Regions from separate parts of the Zea mays genome. Here region 2 is linked to region 1. The links are chromatin contacts, called in public Hi-C maps. All regions are on one chromosome and are shown on one strand. Each heading gives the region's core, a stretch centred on a gene start, on an enhancer-like site or on the middle of the called end of the contact. The rest is flanking DNA. Distances are from core to core; before and after follow the strand shown. Region 1 holds the start of LOC100274352. Region 2 holds the start of LOC100193996 (putative mitochondrial adenine nucleotide transporter BTL2).

Region 1 (4,214 bases), core at 1,151-3,650:
ATTTTTGTATGGTCACCCATGTGATCCTAGCGCGAGACTAGACCCATTAGAGGGTTTAGTGAACGAACCTTGTACAGGACTCTTCGGAAAATCGGGACTTTAGTGGATATAGCAAGATAGATTTTTTAATTAATTGATTTGTCCAAACGATGCCCTGGTCATTAAATGACCATATGTGGTTGTAACTTATGACCTTTATTGTTGTTGTTGTCATGCGAATATAACTTATGGTCCTTGAAATTGTTTAAATGGAATTTCTCATTCTTTTGTTTTCTTATAGACCGTTCTGGCTGAAGAACTTGGAGATGGAGTTCAGAGCTTGCACAATTGACCACATCTCCCGCCCATAGACTCACTTTACCAAGCCATCTCCAGCAGGTCATGTAAATGACTGTTTATACCGTTTGCAGAGTGAAGTTTGAAATAAGGAGTATGATATGGAGTATGATGGAGATAGTCTACGATTTTCTTAATTAGAGATGAGGGTTAAGGGTAGCAATGGGCTCTAAAATTTATACTGGCAATTTAAGGATTGAACTCTATTTATGTACATTTTTAACTAAAATTAATTAAGGACTCGAATGAATCGTGGATCCATTACCACCCCCACACCTACTGAGGACTAGAACCTTTAATTTTAGTTAAAATAGGAAGGGATGAGAATGCAAATAGTAAATCATGCTTATTGAAATTTATTTCTTAATCTTTTAATCATATCGTTCCTACATGATGCAACCCCGCTATAACACTTTGACTACGTGCTTTAAAATGATTTTCTGCCCTTACGATTTGATCCTCCATCAATCGATGCAGAATGTATGCTTTAAAAAAGATCAAAGTGTACCAATTTTATCAAACAACTAATCCAATCATATGAATGCCCACTGTACAAAGTTGTATATCAATCGATTAACTTTTGATTATGACCCAACCCCGCTATATAACACTTTGACTATGTGCATTAAAATGATTTTTCTCTCTTAGGATTTGTTCGGTTAAAAATGGATTGAAGAGGATTAAAAAAGATTAAATCACTTGTTAGTCAAAATTGAATAGAAAAGAGTTTAATCCCCTTCAACCCCCTCCGATCCCAGTGCAATAAAACAAAGGTCTTATGATTTAATCATCCATACATCAATGCAGAATGTATGCTTTTTTTAAAAAAATATCAACGTGTACCAATTTTGTCAAACGAATAGTCCAATCATATGGATGTCCAGTGTACAAAGTTGTATATCAATTGGTTAACTTTTGAACTACTATTATGATGGTCTCCAATTTGTAGCGATTGACGATATAAAAAAATACTTATGCCTCAACAGAATGATACAGTATCCCACTCTACTCGTTTGAGCTTGAGTTGCTTAGGCTTTTGTTTGGATGTTATAGTGTTAAAAACTATAGTTTTAGAAGTCATTGATTTACAAAACCATACTTTTAAAAATGAGGTCTCGAATGAAAAATCTTAAAATTCCAAAAGTTTTAATACCATTGGTTTCAAACCATAATATTTGTTTCATTTGCATCCAATTAATATATGCAACTCTAAAACTAAAGTATTTCACAAAGCTATGATGTTTTCTAAAATTCCAAAAAAATATTTTACATCCAAACAGGGCTTTAGTATTTTTCTTCATCGTTACATCTAGGTGCAAGTGGAACTGCTTCATACTAAATATGTGCATTTCCATTATTAGAATGTCCAACTTAAGGAATATAAAGGTGGCCAACATCTCACTTTCAATTTACCATTTTTGGCTTAAGATTGCATCAATTGACCCTTTATCTCATTGTCTCCATCAGGCTTCTGAGCTGAAAAACACACATCTTGGTCTGGGTTAGTGTTTTTTTAAATTGCTCTGATTGTCGTTGTTTTTGTTTTAAAATTTGAAGAGTATAATTGACTTCCTATGGATGTGGATTTAAGCTCGGTTCATCTTGCTAGGCTTGGCTAGACGTTGAAAAATATGATAAATAAATTTCAAGGAGAGCTGAAAACACGTGAGCTGGCTCATCTCATCATCCACCCTCGTGCATATTGCAAGCAAAAACAAAAAAAAAGTTTTGCCTCATGAAACATTTATGGGATGATATGACTGACAAGTGACAAGCACGCCCGTATCAGGTGCTGACCACCAGCCAACCGGCAACCGCCATCCGATTCACGTAGTTTGATCTTAACCGTCGGATTAAGATTTTGACTTGACGAAACGGATCGGTTGGACAGGCCGAAACCGCGACGTCCACTTCGGGGCATCTGTGTCTTTTGGGTTTGGCCCATTTCTTCGCTTCCTTCCGCAACCGCAACCGTGCGTTCCTCCCCCGTTCCAACCCCCGACACCCCCCAATCGCAACAGTTTCACTGCGCCACAGTACAAATCCTGTCTCGCACCGCCCCAGCCGGCCAGAACAGCGACAGGCCCCTCGCGCCGATCGCCGGGCAATGGGAGCTGGGCGGGGGCGGTGATGGGCGCGGCGGGCTCCAGGTTGGAGAAGGCGCTGGGCGAGCAGTTCCCCGAGGGCGAGCGCTACTTCGGCCTCGAGAACTTCGGAAACACCTGCTACTGCAACAGCGTGCTGCAGGTACGGCGGGGCAAGCCCCCGAATGTCTCTCTGCTCGTTGCGATGCGAGCTGCCACCCCCCGTCGGAGGCGTGTGGGATTTGTTGGTTCTCTTCCGTGCGGGGCGGTGAGGAGCGATGCGTGTTTTGCGAGATCAGAGGCGCGTGATGCTCGCGCCGAAGATCAGCGCTAGATTTTCTGCGTGGGAGAGTTTTTGCGATTGTTGAGCGGTGCCGGTGATATGTTTCCTGTTTTATTTTTTTACGACACGATCGTAGACCGTCATCCTTGTGTGAACCCAGATACTGCTCAGCTGGTTTGACATCGGGAAATTGGGGAAACGCATGGTTTCTGTACGTGTTGAAATGCATGTATATAGCACCTCGCTTTAGCAGTAGGAGCGTTGCCTCCTTTGGAAACCCTTTTTTTACATCGGTGGATTATGTAGGACTCATAGTTTCTGAATGTATTGACAACCTGAAATGCATGTATACTGTTAGATGTGGGACATTTTGGTCAGTAACATTTAGAGAAATATATGATACTGTTCTCCTTATAATGTGGGATCTAACCGTTTCCTGTTTCAGGCACTTTATTTTTGTGTTCCTTTCCGTGATCAATTGCTGGAGTACTATGCAAACAATAAAAACACCGGAGATGTTGAAGAGAACATGCTAACCTGCCTGGCTGATCTGTTCTCTCAGGTACTCGTGCAGCTATTGTTTGTTGTGATTGTCATTCCCGTTCTCAACTAATATATACTCCAGCGTGTAGGAATCACTAAAAAACATGTTGAATCTTGCACAGAGATTTTGGTTGATTAATCACAATTCCTGAGCAAGACTGTATCTAAAGATGTCTGCCATTGTTAAGTTGTCATATTTACATTGAATAAATACCATCAAACACTCCAATAAAGTCGCTGGTTAATTTGACAGTTTCCCATGATATGCCTATAGTTCTACACTTCTACTTGTTATAGACTTAAATTCTTCCTCCTTAGTTTGAGGTCACAAAACGATGTTCCAAAGTATAAATTTCAACAGTTTAATGGTGTAACACTCTATGCGAAATTAGTCCTCAGCAATGAACTACCAAGATTGCCTTGTATCTCGTACATTCCAAAGCGTAAGAGGAACACGCTAGAAAGGAGCATTCTGTGTTATTTTGGATTATACACCTTTTTCTGCTAACCTCTGTAAATTGACATTTTGGAATTTTCAAGTAAATCTGTAATTTAATAAACCTAAACCTGGTTCTACAAATATACCTGTTAAATGAGTAAAATCCATAGGACATGCTCCATTGTTGCCTTACTTTACCACTGACTTCTCACAGATAAATTTTTGTTAGCCTTTGTACTGACAACTATTTGTGCGCTTGTCAATTGTATTGTAGTTTTACACTATTTTAAGTCTGAAATATGTACAATGTTTTGGGAAAATCCTTTTATCTGAAGGCCTCTTACTAGTGTGATATGTTATTGTTTTCACGAGTGAATACTGGAGTGGACTGGGGAAGAAACAAACGGTCTACTTCAACAAAATAATTATCCCTTTTTAATTGTCCATACAGATCAGTAGCCAGAAGAAGAAAACAGGGGTTATTGCTCCTAAGCGTTTTATACAACGATTGAAGAAACAAAATGAGATT
Region 2 (4,174 bases), core at 1,673-4,172, 200 kb before region 1:
GCGGTCATGAAGTCCCGCATGGCGCTAGGGTTGCCAAATCCAGAGAAGTCCCAACAGATGTTGGGGTCGTCATCTTCCTCGGACCCAGAGGGCCCGTAGGTCGAGACGTCCGTCAACCGGTCCCAAGGCGACCGCATGTGAAACCCCAGAGGGTTTAATCTCGCCTCTACGAGAGCGCCCGCCAAAGCAAGGTCGCTAGGCGGGTTGAGGCTGAGTTCAAATGACGCAGGATGGGAATCGGTCGGTACCTTTTGGTCGACGAGCAGCGACATAGTCACGTCGGGGACTGATTGCACCGCCGTCTCAGGTACGAGGGCGACGTCCTGCAAGCTCTCCGCGAGCGCGCTGGCGTCGTCCATTTGCTCGGGATTGGCGTGTCGCGGGGAGACGACGCTCGCCTTCGTCTCAAACGCGAGGTCAACGCCCGACGCGCCCCCCGTTGCAGCGCTGGGGACGTCGACTCGCTCGACAGCCGACGAGGCGCGGCCTCCCGCTTGGCCTTGGTTGCCCCGCCTCCTCCTCCGTTGGCGGGGGAGAGGACGGGGCGAGCTCGAATGTTGTTCTTCCACCACGCGGGGAAGACGTCGTCGATCCCGCCGCCGGCGGGCGGGCTGTCGGCCGCCATTGTCGTTGTCGCGCGGCGGTGGAAGGAGTATCATGTCGTAGCTGCCGTCGAAGGTCACGAACTCAAGACTCCCGAAACGGAGCACCGTCCCGGACCAGAGAGGTTGCTGGAGACTGCCCATCTGGAGCTTGACGGGAAGCTGTTCGTCAACACGCAGCAGGCCCCTACCTGGCACACCAACTGTCGGCGTTTCGAGACCGGGGGGGTCCCTAAGCCGACGAGTGAATGTCGCTGCGTGCCCCAGCCCAGATGGGTCAAGCGCGTGGGCGAGCGCGAAGGGGGGAAGCGAGGTGGCCGGAGACGGGCGTGAGAGAGGTGGAAATCCTGCGGCCTTCGTGTTCGTCCCGCGCCCAGGTCGGGTGCGCTTGCAGTAGGGGGTTACAAGCGTCCACGCGGGTGAGGGAAGCGAGCGGCCCCAAGAGAGCGCCTGTCCCGTCCTCGTCCCCGCGCGGCCAACCCTCTCTAAGAGGGCCCTGGTCCTTCCTTTTATAGGCGTAAGGAGTGGATCCAGGTGTACAATGGGGGTGTAGCAGAGTGCTACATGTCTAGCGGGGGAGAGCTAGCGCCCTAAGTACATGCCGATGTGGCAGCCGGAGAGATCTTGGCACCCAGCTGGTGTGATGTCGTGGCCGTCGGAGGAGCGACGGAGCCTGGCGGAGGGACAACTGTTGGAGCGGTTAAGTCTTTGCTGACGTCCTCCTGCTTCCGTAAGAGCTGAGAGCCGCCGTCGTCACAGAGCATGCGGGGCGCCATCATTGCCTATCTGGCGGAGCTAGCCAGATGGGACGCCGGTCTTGTTCTCTGCGGCCCGAGTCAGCTCGGGGTAGGGTGATGATGGCGCTTCCTGTTGACGTGGCTGTCTTGCGCCCTAGGTTGGGCGACGTGGAGGCTCCTCCGAAGCCGAGGTTGAGTCTGTCTTCCGTGGCCGAGGCCGAGTCCGAGCCCCTGGGTCGGGCGAGGCGGAGGTCGTTCGGCAGAGGCCAGGGCGGAGTCCGAGCCCTGGGGTCGGGCGAAGCGGAGTTCGTCGTCTTCTGGGGCTGAGCCCGAGTCCGAGCCCTGGGGTCGGGCGGAGCGGAGTTCGCCGTCTTCTGGGGCTGAGCCCGAGTCCGAGCCCTGGGGTCGGGCGGAGCGGAGTTCGCCGTCTTCTGGGGCTGAGCCCGAGTCCGAGCCCTGGTGTCGGGCGGAGCAGAGTTCGCCGTCTTCCGGGACTTAGCCCGAGTCCGAGCCCTGGGTCGGGCGGAGCGGAGTTCGCCGTCTTCCGGGACTTAGCCCGAGTCCGAGCCCTGGGTCGGGCGGAGCGGAGTTCGCCGTCTTCCGGGACTTAGCCCGAGTCCGAGCCCTGGGTCGGGCGGAGCTTCCTATGGTGCCTTTGGCAGGGCCTGACTGCCCGTCAGTCTCACTCTGTCGAGTGGCACTGCAGTCGGAGCGGCGCAGGCGGCGCTGTCCTTCTGCCAGGCCGGTCAGTGGAGCGGCGAGGTGACGGCGGTCACCTCGGCTCTGCTGGGGGGCGTGTGTCAGGATAAAGGTGTCAGACCACCTTTGCGTTAAATGCTCCTGCGATTCGGTCGGTCGGTGCGGCGATTTAGTCAGAGTTGCTTCTTAACGAAGGCAGGGCCTCGGGCGAGCCGGAGATGTGTCCGCCGTTAGAGGGGGGCCTCGGGCGAGACGGAAATCCTCCGGGGTCGGCTACCCTTGTCCAAGGCTAGGCTCGGGCGAGGCACGATCGAGTCGCTCGAATGGACTGATCCCTGACTTAATCGCACCCATCAGGCCTTTGCAGCTTTATGCTGATGGGGGTTACCAGCTGAGAATTAGGAGTCTTGAGGGTACCTCTAATTATGATCCCCGACAATTACTTTCACAAGTTTCTCGGTTTCGACATACTTCATTTTTACATAAAGATTTGGATATATTTATACTTCTTCTATCCAAAATATTTAGTGTTCTTGTTTTGTGAGAAGCCAAACACGTTTTATTTTAACGATATATAAAACTAAAGTATTAGTATTTTTACTATACTTATGTAAATAGTATATTTATTTATAGATATGAATGTTAACTAACAATTTTTTTAAAAACCTAGTTAAATTTAAGAACGTTTGATGTATATAAAAATGGCATACCGTTCTGCTGCAAAATACCGTACCTCCTGCCCTTCATTCAAATGAGAGGATAAAAGCTAAAGAACAGGAAAATCTTAAAAAAGATCGTCTTCTCTAAAAGTTTAAAAATTAAACTCCGTTCTAAATAAAATACAACTCCACATCGAGCAATCTCGTTCGCTGTTCGTTGGCCTTTCCTGCCCCAAGGGTGCACCGGTGCGGTACAGGCAGGGCGGCAAGATCAACCACCAGCAAATCACAAGAACAAGAGAAGAATCAATCCGACAGCACCCCTCTCCCTCGCATCTACTTGCTCGCCCAGCAGCCGCCCCAACCCTCGCGTCCGCATCGATTCGAGGCAGCTCGCTCTTATATATCCCATTCCGCTCGGTTGGATTCAGCTTCCCCTCGCCCTCCCTCGTCGATAAAACCGATGCACCGTGCCGCCTCGCGAACCCTAGCGGCGGCGGGACGAGGGGAAGAAGGTTACAGGCACGGCGCGTGAAGGGTCCTGTCCTGCCCAGTCCCGTCTGGTCCGCCGCGATGCCGTGGCCCGAGATGTGGCTGCCTCCCGCGGCCGGGGAGGGGGCGGTGGCGGCGGGGCTGTTTCTCGATGGCGTCGATGGGACGGCGCACGGCGCGCTCCTCGCGGCCATGCCCGGGTGCTCCCTGTCGTTCGGGCACCAGCATCGGCGCCGACGTGGGGCGCCGCTGGGGTTTCTGTCGCTGACAATGTCGGTGAAGGGGGGTAGGGGGTTCGCGCCGGCCCCGGTTGGGTTGCTCCCCGACGCGGAGGAGAAGGCCAGGGCGGAGGAGTCGGACGCGCTGGTCGCGGGGAAGAGGGCTGTGGAAGTGGCCGCGGAGGCGGAGGGAGTGATTCTGCTGCAGGAGAAGGAGAAGAAGGACGGTCGTGCTGGAGCTGGAGCGATGAACGTGAGCAAGCATCTCTGGGCTGGAGCAGTTGCTGCCATGATCTCGAGGTATAGCTTGTTGTAGTCTACAACCCAGATTGCATACGCGAGTTAGCAATTTAGCATGATTGCTTATCTAGTGAAAAATGGATGAGTCTTCTTTTGACATTGAACCATAGCTGTTACTTTTGATTGGAATGTTGAAGAATTTGTTTTGTTTGCTAGTTTCTACTTCTCAGGCTCTATGAGGCATCGAGTATGTTGACCTTTAGGCCCAGTTCAGTAAAGTTGTCTTCTACATGTCATAGTTAGTAGTCCATTTAATTAGTATTTGAACAGATGAGTTTTTGTGAAACAGGTTAGGTGAAGTACTTAAGTAGTTACTAGCCTGTTGCCCGTGCTTTGCTACGGTTGTTATATATCATAATAGGTATTGAGATATTTATTCAAATATAATATTGTTTATTTCTGAACATTAAGATACGTGTGGTCTGGTGGTTAGCCCCAAATCTCTAGAGCAAGGGGGTGTGGGTTCG

What was found. Hi-C and Micro-C count contacts between places; a contact is called where the count stands out from the background.
Region 2: a Hi-C map of leaf shows a contact between it and region 1, with 7 times the contacts expected there. The contact joins the promoter of LOC100193996 here to the promoter of LOC100274352 in region 1. A contact is called at or near these places in 2 of 25 Hi-C or Micro-C datasets (both in leaf).

What each region holds. Positions count from the first base shown.
Region 1 is chr1:19,873,551-19,877,764 of Zm-B73-REFERENCE-NAM-5.0, reverse strand. It overlaps LOC100274352, which reads left to right and starts at 2,400. Exons shown (of 6, transcript NM_001148712.1): 1 at 2,400-2,583; 2 at 3,149-3,265; 3 at 4,137-4,214. The coding sequence starts at 2,467. It overlaps LOC100277510, which reads left to right. Exons shown (of 8, transcript NM_001367326.1): 8 at 1-220.
Region 2 is chr1:20,078,171-20,082,344 of Zm-B73-REFERENCE-NAM-5.0, reverse strand. LOC100193996 (putative mitochondrial adenine nucleotide transporter BTL2) reads left to right here and starts at 2,922. Exons shown (of 4, transcript NM_001359362.1): 1 at 2,922-3,707. The coding sequence starts at 3,271.